Regions from separate parts of the Mus musculus genome. Here region 2 is linked to region 1. The links are chromatin contacts, called in public HiChIP or PLAC-seq maps. All regions are on one chromosome and are shown on one strand. Each heading gives the region's core, a stretch centred on a gene start, on an enhancer-like site or on the middle of the called end of the contact. The rest is flanking DNA. Distances are from core to core; before and after follow the strand shown.

Region 1 (6,663 bases), core at 4,156-6,655:
ATATATGTATATACAATTTATATATATGCAAAGGTGTTATGGTGTGAATGGTTAGTTGCTGTTTCACGGTGGAGAGTTGGTGAGCTCTTCAAGTCTTGAAATGAACAATAAGGTATTTAAAGATCTGAATGTCTTATTTTCCATACAAGAGGTTCCCAGAATAGTAAAATCTCATTGATGAGCCCATGAAATAATGAAGATGCCCTGAGGTGTGCATTTCTAGCCTCAGTGATATATATAATATGAATATGTACACACACACACACACACACACACACACACACACACACACACACACACACACATACACACATGTTTTCATGGACACCAGATGGTTATGAGCTACCACAGCCACCATGTGGATGATAGGAATTGAACACAGGACCTCTGGAAGAGCAGGCAATGCTCTCAACAACTGAGCCCTAAGTCTCCTCTCTTTTAACCTTTACCAAAAACCATAATGGAAGCTATCCAGTTAGTTTTTTCCTGTTTCTTAGTGCCCAAATTACAAAACAGTTGCCAGTGGAGTTAACATTCTGTTTTATAGAATGGAGTCTGTTCTAATTCAGGAACCTCAAATAAAAGTCAACTAGATCTTTAACTAAATTTGTTGTAATGTTGCCTTTTTAGCAGTACGAAGGCTTCAGTGAGGAGAAATGAAAGAATACGCTTATTTACACTCATGCTCATTTTTCTAACAGATTGCCATAATCCTTTCACAAAACCATATGCTAACATTTGTTGAGCATTTGTGTGCACTGGGCTGAGCACTTTTGTTGGCGATGAGTATTCATGAATTATGTGTGGGGTACAATTCCTGTTTCTGTTTCACAGAATGAGAAAATGAGTCTTGATTAAATAGGGCTAGGGAGATGGCTTGGTGGGTAAAGTGCTTGCTGCACAGACATGCATAGGAACCTGAGTTTGAATCCCCAGAAGCCATATAAAACTTGGCTTGGTAACCTGTACCTGTAACCCCACTGTGCCTATAGCAACATGGGCGAGAGTGGCATCTTCATGGGCTATTGTGCCAGTTATTGTGTGGGTAGGGGCAAGGGGCAAGGGGCAAGGGTAAGGGCAAGGATTGATAACCCAAAGTTGTTCTCTGACCTTCACGTGTGTGCATTTTTCTGCATGAATATATGTACACACACACACACACACACACACACACACACACATACACAGAGTCAAATAATTTCATCCTTTTCTCTTTTGGCATGCACAGTTCCTATCCATCCACGTTATGCTTCATGAAAAATTTTTTTCTAGATTCCTGTGCTAGGCTAGATGGTCCTGACTCTAATGTTGAAAATGGATCTCATGCTGTCTCAGAAACTCAGTTTCCAGGAGTCATGAGTCATCTATTCTCCTTTTAGATCTCCAGGGACCAAGAAGAAAGGAGAACTACTCTTATGCAAATCTCATGTAATGTAACCAAGCATCTCACTGAGAAGGAACTGGCTTGACTTAGGGCAGTTTACAAAGGGATTTGTAGACCAGTCCCCAAGCATGGTTGAAGGCTGTATAATTAGTTACATTAATCTAGTGAATACTGGCCAAATGCTTGGTAATGATGTCTAACTGGGGCATTTCCAAAGACCCTTTGTTGTCTAATTAGGAGATAATGGATGTGTGTGTAGAGGGCAGAGGGTTCTAAAAGGCACTGTTGTGGCAGTGTGCTTATACCTAGCTCAGCACAATGACCTTCTAAGCCAGCTCTTCAAATAAATTGACATCATTATGGCATGTGAATTAAGAAGGGGTCATTATTCACTAACTAATTTTAACACAGCCTTAGGGGCAAACAACTACTTCTGGGAATACTAAAAGGTATCCAGATGAACATTTCACTGAACACAAAGAAGACGTTATACGCCCTGCCTAGGTCTTCTCTTCCTCACTGTCTTCCCATGGGCTCATGTGCATAGACAGGTATTTCTTCTTCTTCTTCTTCTTCTTCTTCTTCTTCTTCTTCTTCTTCTTCTTCTTCTTCTTCTTCTTCTTCTTCTTCTTCTTCTTCTTCTTCTTCTTCTTCTTCTTCTTCTTCTTCCCCGCCTCCTCCTCCTTCTCCTCCTCCTTCTTTTTTTTCCCCCCGGAGCTGAGGACAGAACCCAGTGCCTTGCGCTTGCTAGGCAAGCACTCTACCACTGAGCTAAATCCCCAACCCAGTATTTCTTCTTTTATGTGAAACATGAAAGCATTAAGCAAAACAACCCTACTTGGCCCTTTCTAACTGCAGTCTCTGACTGGATTTGTACTGGTTTCTCCCTCCACCGAAGATGATATTAAGACTTACATTTCAAGTCAGGAGTGGTGGCGCACGCCTTTAATCCCAGCACTCGGGAGGCAGAGGCAGGTGGATTTCTGAGTTCGAGGCCAGCCTGGTCTACAAAGTGAGTTCCAGGACAATCAGGGGCCAGCAGAATGACCGACCCGACAGCTTAAAAAGCCTCCCTAGATGTCAAGGCACAGCCTGCAGTCCTAGCACTCCTAAGGTGAGACAACGGTGGGAAAGGAGAAGTGCCTGGGAGCTGGGGAGCAGAAGCAGGGAGCCTGTGGTCCATAGCATGACAGAGGTTGGAGGGGAATGGAAGGTGAGAACCAGCTCTTGGAAGAGTCCTCTAATTGCCACATGCTTCCCAAGACATGAACTCAGAAATCTGCCTGCCTCTGCATCCTAAATGCCGGGATTAAAGGCATGTGGCACCACTGCCTGACTTATTTTGTTTTCAATACAATCAATTACATACTGACCACAGCTCCCCACCCCCAGTCCCCTCCCTACGCCAGATTCACTCTTCCTTTGTTTCCCAAAAAGGTCTCCCAGAAATATCAACAGGAACGCTAAATAGCATGTTATAATAAGAATTGGCACAAACCCTCACATCAAAGCTGGACAAGGCAACCCAGGAGGAGGAAAAGGATCCTAAGAGCAAGTGAAAGAGTCAGAACCTACTCCCACTGTTACGAGTCCCACAGAAACACCCTAACATATGCAAAAGACCCAGCACAGACCCATGCAGACTTCATGATTGCCGCTTTAGTCTTTGTGATGCCCTATAATAAGCCTTGCTGAGTTGTGGACCTTCTGTGGGATTTGTTCTTCTGGTGCACTTGACCCCTGTGGCTCCGACAGTTCTTCCTTCCCATCTTTCACAGGGATCGCTGAACTCTGAGGGGAGGGGCCGGATGGAGATCTCCAGCTTGGGATCTCTCTCTACCTAATGATTGGCTGTGGGTTCTGTATGTGCTCCCATCAGCTCCGGTGGGGGTGGGTCGGGCTAGGCATTGATCTATGCATATGGCAGACTATCATTAGGAATCACTTTATTGATTTTTTTTCCTCTCTGGGTCCTGGCCATTCAGGAAGTGTCAGGCATGGGTTCCCTCTCGTGGCATAAATCTAAAGTTATATCAGTCCCTGGTTGGCCACTCCCACGACTTCTGTGCCTCCAATGCCGCACCACATCTTGCAGACAGGATAGACTGTCAGTCGAAGGCTGTGTGGTTTGGTTGGTGTCTCAGTTCCACCACTGGAAGCCTTGCCTGGTTATAGAGCATGGCTGGTTCAGGCTCTGTAGTCTCCATTAGTAGGAGTCCTCACTAGGACCAGCGCCACAGAACTGGGAGTTCCTATAGCAGTAGGTTTCCACATCAATTCAATTCCAGTCATCTCTCCCCATAGTCTTTCTCTCCATCCTCCCCATCCTCAACCTGATTCCACCTGCTCCCATTCCCACCTGTCTTCTAGTCCACCCACAGAAATCTATTTCCCCTTCCCAGGATGATCCGTGCATCCCCCCTACAGTCCTCCTGTCCACTTAGACTTTCTGGATCTGTGGGCTGCACTATGGTTAACCTTTACCCAACAGTTAATATCCCCTTATAAGCATGTACATACCATGTTTGTCTTTCTGAGTCTGAGTTACCTCACTCAGGATGATTTTTTCCTACTTCCATTCATTTGCCTGCAAAGTTCATGATATTGTCTTTAAACAACTGAGCAATACTCCATTGTGTAAATGTACCCATGTTTTCTTCTTTGGTTGAGGGGCATCTAGCTTGTTTCCAGTTTCTGTCTATTATGAATAAAGCTACTATGAACATATTTGAGCAAGTGTCTCTGAGGTAGAATGAAATGTTTCTCAGGTATATGTCCAAGAATGGTATAGGTGAGTTTTGAGGTAGATCAATTCCCAGTTTTCTGAGGAATCACAATACTGATTTTCATAGTGGTTGTCCAAGTTTGCAGTCCCACCAGCAATGGAGGAGTGTTCTCCTTGTCAGCATCATCTGTCATTTGTGTTACTGATTTTGATGTTCTGACAGGTATAGGATGGAATCTCAATGTAGCTTTGATTTGCATTTCCCTGACAGCTAAGGCAAGTGTTTCCCAGTCATTTGGGTTTCCTCTATTGAGAATTCTTTGTTTAGATTGTACCCCATTTTTAAATTGGGCTATTTGTTTTCTTGATATCTAGTTTCTTTTAAACAAATGAGTGTCCCAGTGTCAGACACAGAGCAGGCAGAGTTGAACCTGAATCTGCTGTAGAGATTTTGCCTGTAGACCTGCTTTAGCCTCTGGCAGATGAATATGAGATCTGCTTCCCCAAACCAGTATGGCTCAGCATCCATAGGCATCTTACAAAACTGCAGATGCACATGGCTAGCGAAATGGTGGGTGCTGCCTCCCTGAGACCTGGAATACTGGATAAGAGTTGAGATATACAAATTCCTCCTCAATGCCCTGACCCTCCCAGAGTAGGTGTGACATCAGACACATTCAAGCTGATGTGTGCTACACATAGAACAAGGAGATCAGGGAGATGAAAGAGACAGTGTTGATGTCTGTTATAGTCAACACCAGGATGGCAGAAGTCATTTGATAGGTGTATGGAGTCCAGAGATGTTTTACCATTAATAAAGACCAAACTTCTGGACCAAATTTGGACTCCTCTGAGTCAAATACTTGACCTTGGCCTGTAATGACTGTGAACTTTTAGGAAAACCATTTTTTACTCTTACACTAAATGCTGTGTACAAACACTAGCATGGTTTCTAAGTTCAAGCTGTGTCCTTAGGATCAAGGCTGCAGTCCCCAAGCTTCTGCCTATAAACAAGGCTGCCAGGAACAGTTAATATATGTTCTAGTCAACATCCCAAGACATGAATTCTGTCTTCTAGTCTCATGGGAGGGTAGAGGTTAACCTGAGCAAACACCACCGTGTTGGTTTTATTATCATTGTGATCAAGTATTTTTTCCGTAAATAATTTAGAGAAGGAAGTATTTCTTTTATCTCAGTTTCAGAAGGTTCGTGGTTCTGTTGGCTCTGTGGGCCTGGGCATCGCTGTGGCAGGAGTGTGTGGAGGAAGGGATTCCTCTCTTCATGGCTGACAGGAAGTAGGGAGGGGAGGAGCAAAACACCCCAAAAAACCTCTCCTAGAGCTCTTTCTCTGGCTATGGCTAGGTCCTACCTCCTAAAGTTTCCAGAGCCTCCCAAACAGCACCACCACCTGGGGCCTTAGACTTTAACACCGGTTGGAAACGTTTGTTATTCAAGGCATAAAAACCAGTTAAGAGACTCACATGACCTAAAAACTGAGGAAAACACCCTCCCTGCCTTGGGCAAATTTCTACTCCCCAGATAACTGGATCCCTTCCTCTGCCCCTTTCCCATCTCGGTTTCTCGCATTCCCTTCCCTTTTCTTCCCCACTATCTTTCTTCTCCCTGTTTTGATTTGGTTTTCAAACACACTCACTTCTGCGCATATTGAAGATAAGCTGTTTATACTGGGATTCTTTTTTATGCAGTAGACAGAAGAAAATCTGTTCTCATCAATTTCTAATCGGGGATTGGCATCCTTTGCATCCAAATCCTTCCTCCTTCCCTGGGCCCCCTTTATTGTCATTTCTTTTGGTTAATGGAACATGGAACATACAGTGATACTTACCATTTTGTTTTTAAATAAACTTGAAATTTAGATTTATCATCCATCTATGTCTATCTGTCTGTCTGCCACTCTCTTTCTATGTATCATTACTATCCTATCTATCTATCATCTATCTATCTATCTATCTATCTATCTATCTATCTATCTATCTATCTATCTATCTATCTATCACCTAACATCATTATCTATCAAATGTAGCTGACTATGAATCAGAGATATAACTTAAATTTGTTTTGTATAAGCTATGAATTCATGGTCATGAATAAATAAATATACATACATATGTATAACACAGCTGGTTTGATTACATACCCACAAGGTTTTCACAACCTATTCCCTTGATGTATGGGGTTTATTTTAAATGACTAAATCCTGTTGCTATAAGGATCCTGAGAATTGCCTGAAGGTAGGAGGATCTGTCTCTTTTGATGGAGAAGCAATGAGGAGATGAACTTCTTTTCTAATGGCTTCAGGGAATTAAAACATTCAAAAGACTTTTGAGATCCTTAGGTAGCTAATTCATGAAATACTCACATTAATTAAACCATTTATTCTGTCAATGGTCTTTAGCCAAGGGCCACTCAAAATCCTTCTGTAGAAAGGACAGGCTAATTATTTATTGCAGTGAGGGAAAATACACACTATGGAGGGTTTAAAAAGTGCAGTAACAGTATATAGACTTTGAGCTGTAATCAGGAGATGGTGCAA
Region 2 (6,762 bases), core at 818-3,317, 120 kb before region 1:
ACCGGCCGATTTATTTGACCCATCCAAAGGGGAATCCCAGGAAATGCCCTGGGGTTCTGAAAACAGCAGATCAGTTATTAAACATGAATGGGTAAGTAAGGTCACTCACTGTAGGCACTTAGGGCACCACCCACTTCTTCCATCTTTCATTCCGAAGTTCCATCTAATTCAGTTTCAGAATCCTTCTGCATCTGTCTGTAAACCTGGCATTTGGGCTGGGTCTCTGGCTAGCTAATAGCCTGGGCAATGGTCTAACTGAAGAAATACTGGACCCAAGGTCATGGTTAGTGTGGCAGTGGTGGTGCACGCCTTGAATCCCAGAACTGAGGAGGCAGAGGTAGGCTGATCTCTGAGTTTGAGGCCAGTCTACAGAGCAAGTTCCAGGACAGCCAGGGAACCCTGTCTTGAAAAAAACAAACAACACCATCCCTAAACACGAAAAAGTCCTAAACTCAAACCCAAACCAGAACAAATAGAAAGAAAGAAAGACAGACTGACAGACAGGACTCATCTCAATCAAAGACTACATATTTGTGTGTGAGAGAGAGGAAGAGAAAGGGAGAGGGAGGCAGGGAGAGGGAGAAGCCAAGAGAGAAAACTTTTAATAACATCAGATTCTGAGGAAATAGGAATCTTCACAGATCTGGGGAACGGATATCACCACTGTTTGTAACTACCAGACATACTGACATCAATTTCCATTAAGTAAAATGTGAGCTCTGAGGACACGCAATCAAGCAGGTTGTTAAAGATCTAAACCACACCATGTTTTGTGGTCTTCAAGGCTGTGTGCACTGATCATCTCTGAGGACGATGCTCCTTACTGCTTGGGAATCCTTCTGAGATGGACTTTGAATCTCTCTTGAAATTTTATGTCAATTTAGTCCTTGTATGATGCCAGAAGAAGGATTAAAAAGTGTTTTTAGGAATCCTTACTATGTATATACTACTATCATTAGTATTGCTTCTTTGTGTGTATGGATATGTGCATGTGAGGGCATGCACATATGTGTGGGTATGCATACATGTATGTGTGGGTGTGCGCATGTATATGGAAGCCAGAGGTCAGCCCTAACTGTCATTCTTCTAGCAGTATCTACCTTGGTTTCAAAGCAGGGTCCTTCACTAGCATGGAACATGCCAATTAGGCAAGGCTGGATGGCAGTTGGACCCAGGGATCCACTTGTCTCTGCCCCGCATGCCACCAGGATTACAGATACATACCGCCATTAACGGCTTTTTTATTTTTCATTTTATTTTATTTTAATAATGGTTTGGGGATTGAACTCTGGTCCTTGTGCTTGCAAAACAAGCACTTACCAACTGAACCATCTCCCCAGACCCTAGTATTCTTTAAGTTCAAAGACCATATCTCATAATGTTTGTTGAAATGATTCAGTTCCCAGAATCATGTAGCTGCATTTTCCCTTGAACCCCCTTCAAGCAGAAGGCAGAATGAATCTCTACACATGACAAAGTTTAAGGGTTAGGGCTCTTCTTCCTTCCTGTCTCAAAACCTCACAGGAGAGTCTCCGGGCAACAGTGACGATGCCCCAATGACATTTCTCCTTGTCTTGCTTTACAGTAGACTAACATCTGTAAAACCACCCAACATGGCCAGGAAATGACATTCTAGAACTCTGCCAGGAGCAACGCCCTCACAAAAAAATTCTAGTTAGGCATATTTTAGTTTTACTCTTAAAAGAAGAGTAGGAGGGGAAACTTTAGTCAGGATATATTGTATATGAAATGGATCTATTTTCGATAAAAAAAAATAGGGGCCTTGAGGTTGGTGACTGGATTTGTACTCTTTAAATAGAGAAAAAGAAACTCATCAGACTAGGTAAATGAAGAACTTAAGGCCAGAGAACAAGTGGATCGTGACAAGTGACCGGCATTGATGGTCAACTGCAGTGATAGTTACCTCTTTTCCCAGGTGTTGGTACGCATGGTGGCCTGGTTTCGTTTTTGGTGGAGCATGGGAGACCAATTTCAACTGGGCCTTCTCGGAAGATGTGTTCTGAATCTCGTAAGGAGCGAGCCTAGATCATAAAAAGGGTCAGACAACCCAATCACCAGTAGTTGGCGCCATTTCCCACCCACAGAAATCATACTGTATTGTCCCTAAGGACAGAAGGCTGTGAGGAATTTTGAATATGCAGGACAGTCAACACTTTCCTTTCTTTCTTTCTTTCTTTCTTTCTTTCTTTCTTTCTTTCTTTCTTTCTTTCTTTCTTTCTTTCTTTCTCTCTCTCTCTCTCTCTCTCTCTCTCTCTCTCTCTTTCTTTCTTTCTTTCTTTCTTTCTCTCTCTCTCTCTTTCTCTTTCTTTCTTTCTTTCTTTCTTTCTTTCTTTCTTTCTTTCTTTCTTTCTTTCTTTCTTTCTTTCTTTCTTCTCAGTAGGTTTAGAGTTCCTTGGCCTTGCATGCAACTGCTACATTCAATGTATCAGCAGCAGGCTCTTGGCTCCTTTTTCACACTTCAAGGGTACTAGCTGGAATCTTCTATGTAAGTAGCCTCATTCCATAACAAGTCAGGACAGAAAAGAAGGTGAACAAAAATACAGCTTATGTAGAAGGTAATGCCGAGTCTCAGTGAAAATTGGTTCTCAAGAGATAGGAATTTAATCAATGTAAGACAAACAGACAGGCAAAAGTTGCCCAGACTAGACACAGTGTCCTGTGACCATTCTGGAGGGAATTCTAATAAATACACTTTCTTTCCAGCTTCTTAGAGATCCCTAAAATACAGATATAAAGCTGGCAGTAAATCCTCAATAATTTGAGTGAATTTGCTTTCTTTCTGTACCTTCTCATTCTATACAGAGTTTAAGATATTACAGATGGCCACACTGATGTATGAATTATTAATTATCTCAAAGGTGGGATTATGGGGATGAAGGTGAAAATATCATGGCAAGTGTTCAGAAGGACACGCAGGGACATCCTGTGGGGTAGACAGAGCAAGAAAGAATGGACGTGGGTGGCCCTTGTTGAGAGGACATCGGGAATCACATCAGTGTAATGTCTGCTTTACCTGTTGGGTGCTTTCAATCATCGCTAGTGCTTCAGCCATTAGCTTCTGGTTTATACCACAAAGATTGGCAACCTTTGTCTGGCATCGGTGGTGGACGTTCATGCCACATGCTGAAACGAAGAAAGTAGCTCGTGAGGAGCAGGGAAAGAAGCCGGGAGTGCTTCAAAATGACACCAGGTACAATGTGAGCATCACAGTCTCACATCTAGAGAAGAAAGTCTGTGGCTGGCATGGCATCTGAGATGGCCTGTGGATGGAAGCGCCAAGAGGACCATGGTTCTATTGATAGTGTTAGAAAATTTGAGGATACAAGAGGTTGTCCTCCTGCTCTGGGACAAAGCTTAAACTCTGGCTTAAGCCTGAAGAAGGGAAATGGATAGCGATGAGATGGTGTTTGTATGTTAACAGGTAGGTAGGAGGAAAGAGGCCCAGAGACCATGGGCTCACTTTAGGAAGAGGTATTGTTATACTTCCTGGCTGGTTATGATGGAGGCACAGAATGAGGGCAAAGGTCTGAGCCCTGACTAGTGGGGGAGGAGGCATCCAGGATGGCTGTGTCTCTTGTGGACAGAACTAAGAGACTAGACGGAGCTTTGGAAGGGAAAATCAAACTGGTGGGGGCCCAGGAGTGAAGGAAGCTCTTTGATGAACTGCAATGTACTGGGAAGTTATGGTAGTGTTCCTACACACAGCCTTCCACAGAAGTCATAAGAAGAGCATCACAGACCTCATCTCTGGATTTAGATAGTGATGCTAACATCAACCTGACAGCTGGATGGAGATCATGTCTCAGTTCCCCGGCCCCTAAACACATGCATGTCCAGATATCATGCAATTACAGGCTAATTAAGGGCAGAGGAACGATGTAGTTATTAGAGTTTTGCTTATGGTAATGTCAAGGCCATAAAGAAAATGGGATTTCTTACATATGTGTTAATGTCTTAACTTTACACCTATGCCATAGTTAATTGCAAGAGCCACAAGAAAGAGCACAGCACCCTCAATCACTGTAGGTCCTGGACGCTGTGGATTTTAGATTTTCCACAAAGAAAGAGATGTGCTTGATTCGTGAGCATCTCTCTCTCTCTCTCTCTCTCTCTCTCTCTCTCTCTCTCTCTCTCTCTCTCTCTCCCTCCCTCCCTCCCTCCCTCCCTCCCTCCCTCCCTCCCTCCCTCCCTCAAGGGATAATGCTGTCTCCATAGGCTTCTTCTAACTCTTAAATCCTACAAGCAACCTGATTCATAAGTCCTGATAACAACACCATAAGGGACTAACTTCCACTTCCTGTGACCTTGTGATTCCCTGTTCATCTATAGGGGGATGTGTGTCCTCACCAGTCTATGGAAATACCACTATTACACCATGTTCTCAGTTTTTAGAAATTTTTCCTTTTGAAAGATCGCTATTACAATCAACAGAAAAATTAGCATAACAATTCCAAGCTCCGGTAGATGGAACTCTAATCTCGAGTACTACTTGGCTTCTACCAAAATACTTAAGCATTATCCTAATAGAATTAGGCAGTTAAGACCCAAAATTTAATCTTCACTGGGTATTAGCCATTTATGCACAAAGATCTTTACACAGTGACAGCAGTTCACCAAGTACAACTTCTCTTTCATTATTATAATTAATTGCAGTCATACATTAAAACATCTAGACGGGCTGGCAGGTGGCTCAGTGATTTAGAGCATTTGCTGCTCTTGTAAAGGATTCCAGTTTAGTGTCCTGCACCTATGTCATATGGCTCACAACCTCCTGTGACTGCAGCTCTAGGGGACCCAATGACCTCGTCTAACCTCTGTGAACTCTTGGACTCACATGCATAGACACACAGAGAGATACACACAATTCAGGATAAAAACAGAAGGTTAAAATAGCAAGATAAAATTGTGGCATCTTTTAAGTAGTCCACATTTTTCTAGATAGTTCATCATAAAAACTAATAAAACCTTATCTATAAAACATTTGTTATAAAAATTCTTTTAAAATAAAACCTTTTAGGTATATTTAAAATTTTTAATGGTGGTGCTAAAATTTCTGCATTGTTGGTATAACTACATTGGATTTGTTCAGTAGGTTTTAAGGCTTCCATTTCATTGTTGTTTTTGTTGTTGTTGAGACAGAGTCTTACTACGTAGCCTAGGCTGGCTTTGAACTGGTCATTCTCATGTCTCGGCTTCCCAAGTTCTGGGAGTATAGGTACGTATGTAAGGCACCAATTGAGAATTAGGTATATTGGGATTTTTATTTTACTTTGCTCCTTAAAATAGTAGCTAGGTCTAAGCTTGACTCTGATGCTCAGTTGGGAAAAATGGCTTTTATTCCCATTGTAACACCACGGGTCTTTGTTACTAACCTATCAGGTGAAAACTTGACCTCTGGGAGCGCAAATAGTCCCTTCTGATGACTATTTTCATAGGAGTTATTGTGGGGAAAGAAAGAAGACAGCGTTGAGGCCTGAAGATCAGGGCACACGAGAAGATGACCAGGGAGGAGGTGAAGGAAAGCTGAGGTGAAGAGAGAGGGAGAACAATGACTAGAGGGAGAGACAAGGAAGGTCAAGAAGGGAGGAGAAAGCCCTGTGGAGAACACAGGGTGCTCAGGAATATAAAACACCTAAAATGGATGTTGAATTGGGGAGGGGAAGGGAGGGAAGGAAAGAGGGGGGAGGACAGGGGGGGATAAAAGAAAGGAGCAAAAAGGGAGTGGAAGAGGGGGAGGGGATGGAATGGGAAAGAGAGAATGTTAGAAAGGCTAAAGCAAGCACGTGCGAGTGTGAAATAATGCCAAGGAATCTTCAGGGAAGTTCTAAGTGTTGCAATCATACTGTCAAGATGAACGCTGCCTTAGCAGGTGGCCACCCAGGCTCCCAGGAGATGACCCCTGCCTGAGATGGTCACAGGAGTAGCAAGCAGTGAGAGCTTCATCATTGGCCTTTCTGCTTATGTGGTTAGGGTATTGGGACATTATTGTCACCTAAGAATTAATGATATTTTTTCCATAATTATGTATGCCAGCATTTTCCTTACAAACAAGCATATGGAAAAAGGACATAAGTAGGATTTGGGGACCCATAAAGGGATTCTCTTCTCATCTATCCACCCACCTACCCACCCACCCACCCACCCACACATCTATCTGTCTGTCTATCTATCTATCTATCTATCTATCTATCTATCTATCTATCTATCTATCTATCTATCTATCTATCTATTTGTATTTGTGTGTGTGTAAGATTTATTTATTGATTTTATGTATATGAGTACACTGTAACTGTATTCAGACACACCAGAGGAGAGCATCAGATCCTATTACAGATGGTTGTGAACCAACATGTGGTTGCTGGGAATTGAACTCAGGACCTCTGGTAGAGCAGTCAGTTCTCTTAACTCCTGAGCCAACTCTCAGGATTAAGATTAATTATAATCTTAATAAAGGGATTATTAAGGTTATTCTGACTGCCAGTAACTACCATGGTAACAATCTGCAAACTCCACTCTTTCCACCTCTACTAAGATGCCATTCTTGGGGCCCACCAGGTTCCTGAACACCACTGAGCTAAGGAAGGAGAGACAGAAGAGGAGGATGGCCTTTCACTTTTAGGAGGCCATCTCCAGGTCTTAAAAGAGAAGAGGAAACAAGAATGTTGCAAAGCAGAAGAAAAGGGTGACATATTGACTGGTTCACCATCAGAAAGGTCTTTATTGTGCTAAGAAAGGGTCTTG

What was found. HiChIP or PLAC-seq counts read pairs in DNA pulled down with a chosen protein or histone mark.
Region 2: a contact with region 1 is called in a CTCF HiChIP or PLAC-seq map of CD8 T cells, with 5 read pairs. The contact joins two enhancer-like sites. A contact is called at or near these places in 1 of 15 datasets of contacts at CTCF or cohesin (CD8 T cells), 1 of 484 Hi-C or Micro-C datasets (nephron progenitors) and 3 of 9 other capture datasets (adipose tissue, embryonic stem cells and liver).

Annotation. Positions count from the first base shown.
Region 1 is chr2:11,134,658-11,141,320 of GRCm38.p6, reverse strand. No RefSeq gene overlaps it. Among named protein-coding and RNA genes, the nearest start is that of Prkcq, 34 kb to the left of the region's middle. Within about 2 kb of position 5,405, at least 7 of the 459 cell types and tissues checked have an H3K27ac peak or open chromatin away from gene starts, as enhancers often do. A contact at or near this core is called in CD8 T cells, where this site is marked.
Region 2 is chr2:11,249,451-11,256,212 of GRCm38.p6, reverse strand. It overlaps Prkcq (protein kinase C, theta), which reads right to left. Exons shown (of 18, transcript NM_008859.2): 9 at 3,035-3,144; 10 at 1,925-2,042; 11 at 1-56. Among named protein-coding and RNA genes, the nearest start is that of Prkcq, 80 kb to the right of the region's middle. Within about 2 kb of position 2,067, at least 20 of the 459 cell types and tissues checked have an H3K27ac peak or open chromatin away from gene starts, as enhancers often do. A contact at or near this core is called in CD8 T cells, where this site is marked.